Linked DNA regions of Triticum aestivum: region 1 is linked to region 2. The links are chromatin contacts, called in public Hi-C maps. All regions are on one chromosome and are shown on one strand. Each heading gives the region's core, a stretch centred on a gene start, on an enhancer-like site or on the middle of the called end of the contact. The rest is flanking DNA. Distances are from core to core; before and after follow the strand shown.

Region 1 (5,931 bases), core at 1,492-3,991, 140 kb before region 2:
ACACTAGATATCCCATCTTTCAATCATTTTGTCTATATACAACAAGAACCACCATGACTATGTTAAAGTTTATCAAGGATCAAACTAGCATGAGTAATATATTTGTTTGGTTATTAGTGTTTTTAAGTATACCCAACCTGAACTAGGGTTGGTTTTAATCGTGCTATTTAAGTTCACATCTGAACTTTCTTGTTGTACCATGTGCTAGTCAACTAGAATCATTCAGTGGCACCTTAATTGTGTCTGTCAAAAGCTCGTTGTCTGTTGTAGTACCTCTAGAAAAGTCCTGTGTTGGTTTGCACTCGGACGTTCCACATTTTTAAACAAAAAGAGTGGTCTGTATTTTGTACATTCAGAGGTGGGTGCTTGTGTTTAAACCTTGAACCTACGTGTTCAGAGTTGATTGTTACCTACCTGTGCATCTTTAAAAATTCTCAAAAAAAACTAATGTACATTTGCACAAGTATGTAAACCTTGAACCTACATGTTCAGAGTTGATATATTTTTTTAGAATTCTTCAAAATGCACAAGTACCTAAACCTTAAATTCAAGCAAACATCCTTGCGGGTACAGTAGCTTTTCCCAAAAAGCTGTTTTACTTTGAATTTATTGAATATATGCAGGAAAAAACAAGTACACGATGTTTCTGCTGTTTATAAATAATAATTGTAATCCACTTAGTTTAAATGGTTTGATTCTCTGCCACAATGATAGTTCAGAAGCTTTTGTAGTTTTTACTTTTTCTGAACTATCTGGCACAAAAAACTTTGTTGAAAATTGATAATTTAGCTTATTCAAATATTTCAACGCTTCCTTCTATTTTGTGGAATTACATTTCAAGCACAACAGGTTCACAAGTACTGGGGATAGCTTAGGTCTGCTGTGCCGTCCACTTCATCAGTTATCTTTTTGCTTTTGTTTCAATATTGTTGATGTTATCTCCTGCCTGTCTTACTGTCATTTTTTGTCGGTGTATTTCTGTTTTTAAAACACATCGGACTAGGGGCACTACGTATTTGTTGATGTCCCCCCTGGCAGTGTTTCTGTATGTAGGTGTGCTGATTTAGTTTAGATCCACCTTCTCTGAATACCTAGATTTGCATTTGTGGTAACATCATAATCTTATGTTCGTTATTGTTGGATCCATATTAGGGCAGATGCAATTATACTTCTGCTGACTTTGACGCTGTGCATGTATATGTTATACAGCTTGCTTCAGTGTTCATGTGAGAGGATCTGAATACATCGCTATGCTGGGATCATCTGGCGAGTCAGACTATGCCTTCTTCGGTGCCGCCGACTATGACCAATGAAGCCAGACCGCCTAACAGACATGTTCGGGGACCTATCTCAAAAAAGAAGCTTTGAACATGACTGTATTATTTATTGCTTGTGCACAGCACACCGTAGAACATGTAATATCTGTATTCTGTAGCATTGCAAGACTAACCTAGCATTCTTCTTCTTCTATGCACTGGTTGTTTCTGTTTCCTTATCTTCTGATGCTCTTTTGTCCCCTCCAGAAAAGTCCCTTGAGGGTTCTGAACATCAGCTCTAATCACCTGATATGCGTTCAGACCTCACCAAAGTAGAGAGAAAATAATTGTCTTGTTAATACAATTTCAAGAAAAATCATCAAATCTCCAATTAGTTTGGATTGCTTACCACATGTCTTAATAATTATAGTGAGGTGTACTGGATAATTTTCTCTCAAAATATACCATCCCCTAGAGAACGCCGTAAGAGATGATATGCCGCCACCTTGGAACATTTGGAAGAGGTCGTACCCTGCCCATAGGAAATGTTCAGCGCTAGCCGCCGATCAACCGGCCTAGTTTTCAGTCGGTCACTGCACGGGCGTTGAATACGTGTGCGTGTGGCCGTCGGATCTGTCTTCCCATGTCGTTTTTTCTCCCCCAAAAGAACAGATCTGACTAGCGCAATCGAAAAAAAAAGCAGTGGCGCATCCGACACTTGCAGTGGACGAGCGAGGTGACCAACCTCGAAGCACCACCGCCGGTCGCAGTGCTCCATTGACGAGTTCGCGCCTCGGTTTGCTGGTCGCAGCAAAAACTCCCACCGGTAATAGCAAACATGTGTGCCAGTTCGAGCAAAAAAAACCATCGTTGATGCCACCCCGTCGCCATCATAGCAAAACTGCTCAATGATAGTTGCTTTTGTTTCTGAATGCAACAAAATATGGCGCCACCCCCTATCGCCCCCAAACCACTCCCATCGACGGGAGCAAAAAAATCCCTCACTTCAAACTTCTTTTGTTGCTGGTTGCAGCTATCTCGGCACCACATCTCCCCGCCATTGCATCACCCTTCGTCGGTTGCAGAAAAATAGAGGACCTGTTCTAGCATCCGATGGTTGTCGTTGTAGCACCGATATTGGTTGGTTGTAGCTTGCTGACAAACCGCGGCCGTGGTTCCAGCTCGGCGGGTGCTTGGTTCCATCATCCCTGTGGTCGGGGGTTTGAGCTCGTCGCATCGCCGTGGCCCCGATGGTCGTAGCCATGGAAATCGAAGATCGGCGGGCACGCGAGGTGGGCCTGTCGTCGCAGCCGCTCCCAATTGGGGTTTGGAGGTGATGGGTTGGTATTCCCATGGTCGAGATCAAGGAAGTGGGTAACGCCGGCGACTGTTGTCCCACCTCGCCTGCTCCCTTGGAGGGACGAGGATGCGGTGCTCTCGGTGAAGGAGAGGTAGAAGATGATGCTCGCAGTGGAAAAATGGAGATAAGGATAAGAGCAATGGGTGGTGGGCCATATGAAACATGTGGCACGTGGGGTAGGTTGCAGGGGCGCACAATGAAAGCCGGATCCAGCGGCTCGTGTAGCCAGCGGAAGTTTCGGCCGATTGGCCGAAATGAGTCATTATCCCAGGAAATTCAACGAACAAGCACCAAAAAGATTGTGTGTGATAATTCCAGGGTTCAAGTTCTCATGGACATGAATTTGTGTTCTTGTTCTTTCAAAAACAAAAAACAAAAAACAAAAATTGTTACAAGGGCTTCCCCTGCCGTAATCCTTTAAAAAAGTTGGTGAAGCATGTCGCGTGAGAATTGGGAGCTTTTGGAGAAGGATAATTCTGTGAAGCCATCTCAAATTGGCTACTAAATTCATCAAGTTTACGTCCATACATGCAACGAACCTTTTGCGCCGTATGTCGGTGTTAAAACCGGTGGATCTCGGTTAGGGGTCCCGAACTGTGATCTTGGATCGATGGGGAACAAGGGACGCAAAACACGATATTTATCCAGGTTCGGGCCCTCTCTAAGAGGTAATACCCTACGTCCTGCTTGATTGTATTGCTTGTGTATATAGGGGTTACAGAGTTGATCTACCTCAAGATCAGAGGAACTAAGCCCTAACTAGTAGGATGGTGATTGTTCTCATAGACTCTATGGACTAATCCCTCTGGTTTATATAGGCACCAGGGGTACTAGGGTTTATAGATAGTCGGTTACATCAAGGAAACGTCGGATCTTTCATCTTGACTTGGGGTACACTCCAAGGCACAAAAGGTCTTCGGTTCGGATATGGTGCGGCCCAATAGTCCGGCCCATGTGAGATGAGCCGGCACCCCGAGGACCGCCTAGTCCAGGACTCCCTCAATAGCCCCCGAACTAGCCTTCAATGGCCAGAGCTCCAAATGTTGCGCATTCCATGCTCTCCAAAGTCTTTGGCTTGCGACGCGAGTTCTCCATCTTCCTAAGGTTCGACTGTAGCAATTCGGCTGCCATGACTTCCCATCCTACCAAACTGTTAATGGGCCCGCATCATTAATGTGGTCAAGGGCGATCCTCAATTTTTGGGCGTCCCTCAGAAGATGAACAACCTTGCATTCTTTTTACAAAAACACCCTTCAGGGATCAAAGATCATGCCTATTAAATAAGCCAAAGGCGCATTGAGCGTCCCATTCATCTCCCAAATAGGAATCCAATCCTGCCCAAAGAAAGCTCAACACTCATGGCTAGTGCCCCAGGCTCATCCTCGCGCCCTCATGGCCAAGCTCTAGGTGACTGGTCCAGTGGCTCTGTTTCACGACTCCAGCTATGCGACCTGCAGTGGCAGGGGTACCTTCCAGCCGCAGATCTCGTGCCCATTCGCGCTGGATTGGCCTCGGCGAACGGCGAGGCCCTTGCAGAGAACTCTCCTACTCCAAGCAGAGATGAGAGGGTATGCTTCGTATCCTTCCTTCTAAGAGGTTTCAGATTTCCTATTCACCCCTTCTCAAGGTGCTGAGTTGGAATCCCATTCTAAGGATTCTTGTGGTTCCGGGGAATCCAGTTACAGGAGAACCAGGAACGGGGAGCTCTCCTCCTTTTCCGCCCGGCTCTTTGATCTTAAGAATGCTGGTTTTAAGAACGAGTGATTGCCCTTCTCCGACCCTTACTGCCCAACCGGAGAGCGGACGGCTAATGTGTTCCACTTATTGAACATGGTCTATGTTCGGTTCGTGACCCCTGGACGCCAAGGGCGTCCTTGGGGTGATCTCGTAGTTCCTACGGGGTGGAGACAATGGGGTCGGTCCATGGATTTTCCTTCCTTTTGTTACATTTTTCTCAAAGGGTTGAAGGGAGATAGTGCATCAAGTTATTCGCAAGGGCCAACTTGATCCTCTTCCCCAGGGATCCCAGATGAGGGAAGCCTATTAGAGTTCTACGGGATCCAACTCCACCATCTCACCCCCAGACCAATCCTGCACATCTCCGGCTTCATTGCTCTCTGTGAGATGTTTTTGGGCTACGAGGCCCATTTCGAATTATGGAGGAAGTACTTCTGCCTCGTCCCTCGTCCCCACAGGGGATCAATTTTTGAAGTAGGCAGAGCCGAAGTATGTCGTATAGCCGGCACGGGATATCCCATTGGGACCCCGAAGAATGGGCTTCAGAGTGGTTTTATATTGAAGACGTCCCCTTGTCCAAACCAGTCCGGAGGGGCTTACCCGATTATTTGGACGCTCCGCTAAAGAAGCGATTCAACTGGCGGCCCCGACTCCCTTCCCAAGAGGAATCCACTGAGGTGTGATGCCTGGCCACCAAGATAAGAGTGCTGGCCCACAGTAAACTGACCATGGTCGACGTAATAGCCACGGTAATGGATCGATGTGTGCAACCTCTTCAACAAAGGACGCACTCCCTGTGGTGCTACAACGGGGCAAGCGAAGCGTCCCGCTACAAGCGGCATGGACCGGACAACCAAAAAGCGATGGCTGCCATTTTGGCAGATCTTTTCAAAGGCGAGGAAGATGAGTTCGCCCGCCCGAGGAACTGGAAAGGCTACTCGGGCTACAACCCCAACGAATGGGGAAGTTAAACATGCACATACTGTCCGGATGTTATATCCGAATACTGACTGACTCAACCATTTTCCGAACAGAGCTAGAGACGTCAAATTGAAGGCACCAGCCGCCCTTCTCCTCAACCATAAGACCACTCCCGTGATGATGATCCAGGATTTCATGAGGATCCCGAGGTGTCCGTTGAGTTTGAGGATGGGGTTTTCTTTCAGGAAAGCCTTGACGGTTCCAAAGTGGCTATTATAGCCGATCACCTCGGGCTTCTCCCCTCTTTTGTCGTAAGTAACAATAGGGCCTCTTCTCAATTAGGGCATTCGCCTCGCACTGCTCCAGTTATGCTAACTTCTACTCCCAAGGGTCGTTGTACATCACGCCGAAAACCAACGGGGGCGACATCAATCCCCTCCAACAAAGGGGCCTTCAAACGAAAGACGACCATGGGTGATATGACAAGCATGTCTTCGGGAAAAAGGTGGTGTGATTATCATTAGTTCATTAGTGACCTCACCTGACATTCAACCTGTGCTTGTAGGAAAAAGGGACCACCTTAACCGTCTGAAGACGTCAAAGGGGTGTCTGGGCACGGTCGAAGACGCGTCATACAAGCAGTGGTCAGTGTGGGAA
Region 2 (5,727 bases), core at 560-3,059:
AGGTGCCGTAGTTTCGGTGCTTGATCGGTTGGATCGTGAAGACGTACGACTACTTCCTCTACGTCGTGTCATCGCTTCCGCAGTCGGTCTGCGTAGGGTACGTAGACAATACTCTTCCCCTCGTTGCTATGCATCACATGATCTTGCGTGTGCGTAGGAATTTTTTTGAAATTACTACGAAACCCAACAATATTTTCTCAAAACAATGTTGTGTTGCACCCTACTTCTAAAGGATCTCACAAACAATCAGCATAACACACACCATTTTCTATTTGCCAACAACATGTTTCCTCCTCCTCATGAGGCGACTCGCGGACGATTAGGTTACCCCCTCACCTCGTCAGCACCGTCCCTTGTTTGCCCTGCTTTTGATGGACTTTGGGTCGCGGAGGTGTCATAGGCCTCACTCCCCCATCACATACGGGAGGGATCCCCACTCGTGTTCTTGTTAGGTCCGACGTCTTGAATGAGGTCATGTGGCGGCGACGATGTCTCTCAGTATGAATAATGTCTCCCATGGCTAATCTCGTTCCAATAGTGTGTTTAGCATCGCCGAAAGGCGTGTGGAGGTATGTCTCCGTCGGATAGCACACGATTCAATCGGTGCTGGTCTTCGGTGGATTTGTTTGGATCTAGTATTTGGCCGTGTGGTTACAAGTTTGATCCTTCCGATCTACGATTCTCTTTCATCGGCGATGGTTATTGATCGGGCGCGTTGGTCCTGTGGGGTTGTCAGCACGATGCTTCCCCGACTATCTACCACAACAAGGTTTGCCCGGCTCTAGTGACGGAGGGATGAAGACAACAACACATCTTCGACTCGCTTCAGTGCTTGTAGCCGTCGCTAGATGGTCCATGGACTTGGTTGTAATTGTTTTTTACTTCCAGTGTTCCTTGTACTGCTGTGACTGGTTATGACTCCCTCCGTCCCAAATTATTTGTCGTAGAAACGAATGTATCTAGACGTATTTTTAAATCTAGATCCATTTCTCTCTATCTATGCGATGAGTAATTCCGTGCGAAGGGAGTAGTTGCAAAAGAAAAACACCCTAATTGCAATAAAATAAAATAAAATAAAGAACATACTCTCTTTTTTAAAAAAGGAAGGGTCCTTGCCGTGGGCTACAGCTGGTCAAACAGGCCGTGCTAACTGGGTCGGCCCGGTAGCACGCAGGAACGGCACGGCACGGCCCGGGCTAAACGGGCCAGGCACGGCACGGCCCGGGCTAAACGGCACGGCACGAGGCACACCATGGCCCTGGAGGCTGGGCACGCGGGCTGGCACGACACGACCCGTTTATCTTTTTTTGAAATATATAAATATATATGTCCTATATAAATACCTAGTACTCTAATATGTTTAATAATTTTGTAGTGCATGCGTACATTTCTAGTGCTCTAATATGTTTTTTAATCTTTTTAATACTTCACCATATTTTTTTACATTTTTTGCCTTTTTCCCTTTTTGACGGTATTTCATAGAAAAAAATCAAACCGACACATACCGGCGTGCCTAAACGTGCCATGGGCCGGCCCACTTAACTCCCATGCCGTGCTTGGGCTGTTGCCTGCAGCACGTGGGCCGGCCCGGCCCGGCCCGGCTATTAGTCGTGCCAGGCCTGTTTATGGCGGGCCGGCCCGTTTGGCCAGCTCTGCCCTGGGCGTTCTTCTAACAATTGTAGGCCAAGGAGACAACAGGGATTGCTTAGCCTATCCATCGTCGCCCATAATAAAGGAAAGGAAAACACCCATATAAGATTCTCAAAAAATAATAATAAAAGGAAAACACCGATATAACGGTGCCGTGAACTAGCCACCCGACCGCGTGGCGGTACGAATCGTCGCCTTGTCACCCAACCATCCCATATCCGACCCCATCCCTTCCCAAACCGTCGAACCCTAGCTCGCCTTCGCCTCCAATCTCCCCACCTCGCCGTCGCCATGGGCAAGAAGCGGAAGCTCGAGCCGAAATCCACCTTGGCAGCAAACTCCCCCGCCGCTAAGGCTCCAGCTGCCGCAAAGATCGCCGAGCCGGCAGCTGCTCCCCCCCAGCCCGAAACCCTAGCCGAGTACTACCCCACTTCCTCCCAAACCGTGGCCCAGGAGAGCGGGTCCATCGCTGGGGGCGCGGCGGTGAAGCAGGAGGTGGGCGGCGAGGAGGACGAGTGGGAGGAGGTGGAAGAGGAGGAGGAAGAGGAGGTCGAGGAGGAAGAACAGCAGCAGGCCGAGGAGGGCGACAGCGACCCCGCCTCGATCCAGGCGCTACTGGAGGTGTTCCCCAAGGAGCAGCTCGTCGAGCTGCTCCGCGACGCCGCCGTCCGCCACGGCGACGTGCTCGAGTCCGTCCGCCGAGCGGCCGACGCGGATCCAGCCCAGCGGAAGATCTTCGTCCACGGCCTCGGATGGGACACCACCGTGGACATCCTCACCGAGGCTTTCCGCCCTTATGGTGAGATCGAGGATCTCAAGCTCGTCTCAGACCGTAACACGGGCAAGTGCAAGGGCTACGGGTTCATCCTCTTCAGCCGCCTTTCTGGCGCCCGCGCGGCCCTGCTGGAGCCCCAGAAGAAGATCGGCAACCGCACTACCTCCTGCCAGCTTGCTTCTTTGGGCCCTGTCCCACCTGGCGGTGCGGCCAACAATCCTATGTTGGCTACAGCTCCAGCTCCGGCTCCAGCAGCCTTGATACTACCGCCAGTTTCTGAGTACACACAGCGGAAGATTTTTGTTAGCAATGTTGGCGCAGATATCGACCCACAGAAACTGCTGCAGTTCTTTTCAAAGTATGGTGAAATTGAGGAGGGTCCTCTTGGGCTCGACAAGGCAACCGGAAAGCCCAAGGGTTTTGCTCTGTTTGTTTACAGGACCCTTGAGAGCGCCAAGAAGGCGCTCCAGGAGCCGCACAAGTCATTTGAGGGAGTTATGCTGCACTGCCAGAAGGCAATCGATGGGCCAAAACCCAACAAAGGAGGAGGATATGGTGCCACAACTACAAGTGGGAGGAAGGGCGCTGCTGGCTATGGTGCTGGTAGCCATTCTCTGCCTGGCACTGTTGGTGCTGGTTATGGGATGGCATCTCCAGCGAGCCTGGCTTCAATGCCTGGGCCTGTACCTGGTGGTCCAGGGATGAATCCTGCACTGGGCCAGGCTTTAACAGCTTTCTTGGCCACCCAAGGGGGAGGGTTGGGTCTGAATAACATCCTTGGAGTTGGTCCTAATAGTTCAGGGGTGCCAAATTCAGGGTCTTCTGGAGCTCTTGGTGGTGGCGGTGTACCTGGAATGCCTGGCAGTTATATGGGAGGCTATGGGGGTGGTGGCGGGTATGGTGGTCCACCGGGAGGTCCAGGAAGAAATTACATGGGTCATTAGGTAAGATTTGGTCGGTCGATGTGTCCTAACTGTAGAAGCTACATATAGTTCTGAACTTCTGATATCTGATTTACGTCAAGAAATTACTTTCCTTGTTTTTCTTATCTGTGAAGAAGTTAGCTTTGCATTTACAGTTTTACACTGGTATTAGTCTTGCATTTTTTATTTACTTATTCTATCTTTTTTTGTTTCTTCAAACCATTTTTTCTTAGCATAAGCTGAAATACTCTAAGCATATGATAGTTCTAAGTTCTCTAATGTGCATTCTGATGAGATCTAGGATGTGCCTGAATGCATTTGTCTAATTTGCTGCCTTACTGCGGTCCAATATGACAACCTGAACTACAAAATGAAGTTAATGCCTTCTATTAGCTTTTTGAAATTGTAGGTCATCTGTTAAGTAAGGAACCAGTACTTCCCGACAAATTGCTTCTTAGTTTTAGTGATGGTCCTTCCACATGTATTACATTTGTTGCATAAGAGCTAGCCAAGCTAACATTGATCGACGTTGAGGTTTGAGAAATAAAACTAATATGCTTAAATAGTAATAGGTTGAGGCTAGAAGTGAAGGTGTTGAATATATGGGCTCTGTTTTAGTTTAATGATGCTTGATTTATGTTTTGTTTGCCTTATTCGATCTGTGGAAATTGGCTAAAAGATTGAAGGCTATGGCCTTGCAGTATCCTTGGGTAGGTTTGAATGGGTTTCAGTTTGCAAGCAAAGAATTTTTGGCAGGCCTTATCATTTGTGTCATCTCACAAACATTGTTTCACATGCATATGCACATTATACGTAGCTTGTATGCAGGTTTCAGTGCTTACATTAAAAAATGCTGTCACTTATTTTAATTATTGCAAACCCCAAGCTATGAGTTATGCATTTATTTAGCAGTTCATTTTCTTTTTTTGCATATTCAAATTTTGTTTAAGAACTATATCACTTATCTTTATCCATATTGCTATTTGGCAGGATGCTTATAACTATTTTTTTGTGGCCAGATGATTCTACGTGTTCCTGCGCCGCACTTATAAACATGCTGTTTTAGGCTGCTTCTCGCAAGTTGCTTACTCTAGCGGTCAAAGTTTTCATAAGAACTTTGATTTCCTCAATCCTATGTTTTCAAAATTGAACAAATCTATGTACAATTATTTAAATTTTCGAAAAGTTACTATTGTCTTGTGACCCTATTGTAAAAGACTTTCTATCGATTTAAAGCACCGTGGAATTTTTACTGCATTTTATACAAGAATTTTCAGTCATTATTTTTGGCATTTGTTGAAACCCAATTTGTGTTATTAAAAAAAATGCCATTCCCTACTTTTCTTGTCATGCTGATATGTTTCTGACCAGAAATGTTGTGTGGATTTATTTCTGAACAAAAAGTTGAATATTGCTTTGTTTACAAAGTAGGCATTTGTTTATTTTGGCCAAGTTTATCATTATCGTGAGATAAAGTTGGTTAAGGAGAATCTCTGGCAGATCTAGGAAAATATCAATGTGCTGATTTTAGAAAAGAGGCTATTGCATTCTCAAATGCGTTTTTTTGTCTATCTTGTCGGGCAGTCCAATTTTAGTTGTGTTGGTCTGAGGTCATAGGCGTAAATACTAAACAGAAGACCTTTTAGCAGCGATTTAGACTTTGGCCGTTGACTAATTTTTTGCCTGTGGGCAAGCTAGTAGTTGGAAAGGGCGAAGTAGGGGGAGGGATGTCCTCATCGAAGAGGTAGGGCTGTTGGAAGGGTGGGAGGGGCTGGCTTGATTGAACCCTCACAGGAAGACAAGTGCTCATATCTTTGATGTGGAGGAGGACTGCAGCAAAAGGAAGAGGAGGGAAGAAAAGATACAGTTCAAGATGAGGTGAATGGCTACTAAGTTGCTTTACAACCTGATTAGCACACTCTTATGTTCTTCATTTGTTTTTGCGTGTGATGTTTTTCTTTTGGTTTAGTAGTAGAATAGAACTAGGAGCAGACTGTAGCACACTCTTATGTGCGCGTTACCAGTATGTTTAATTGGAAAACTAGAATAGAACTAGGAGCGGTAATTGAACCAGTTTAAACATTGTGGTGGATTAATGAATAGAATAGGTGCATGATAATTAGAAGTAACATGGGTACATGTTCTATTATCTGGCACTTATCCTAGTGCTCCTCACAAATATGCAAATTTCGTTTGATGTTCTATTTTGAGTATTCTTACCTATAAGAGCACATAGCAATTTTTCTGATATAAAGTATCCCTGATGTAATAGATCATAATTTACTAAGCTGCGTGTTATCAGTTATCTGGCCTAAAGTCTTTATCCAACAAGTTTTTGTAAGCTGTGACACGTCATTATCTTTCGATCACACGACATAT

The links. A called contact is a pair of places that touch in the nucleus more often than the background predicts.
Region 1: a contact with region 2 is called in a Hi-C map of leaf, with 5 times the contacts expected there. The contact joins the enhancer-like site here to the promoter of LOC123069633 in region 2. A contact is called at or near these places in 3 of 5 Hi-C or Micro-C datasets (all in leaf) and 1 of 1 datasets of contacts at active chromatin or transcription factors (leaf).

The regions. Positions count from the first base shown.
Region 1 is chr3B:262,330,646-262,336,576 of IWGSC CS RefSeq v2.1, reverse strand. LOC123069634 (translin-associated protein X) reads left to right here. Exons shown (of 7, transcript XM_044492540.1): 7 at 1,210-1,495. The coding sequence ends at 1,313. Among protein-coding and RNA genes, the nearest start is that of LOC123069634, 20 kb to the left of the region's middle. Within about 2 kb of position 2,741, at least 3 of the 8 cell types and tissues checked have an H3K27ac peak or open chromatin away from gene starts, as enhancers often do. A contact at or near this core is called in leaf, where this site is marked.
Region 2 is chr3B:262,192,786-262,198,512 of IWGSC CS RefSeq v2.1, reverse strand. LOC123069633 (RNA-binding protein P) reads left to right here and starts at 1,809. Exons shown (of 2, transcript XM_044492539.1): 1 at 1,809-3,369; 2 at 4,339-4,605. The coding sequence starts at 1,942. The coding sequence ends at 3,369.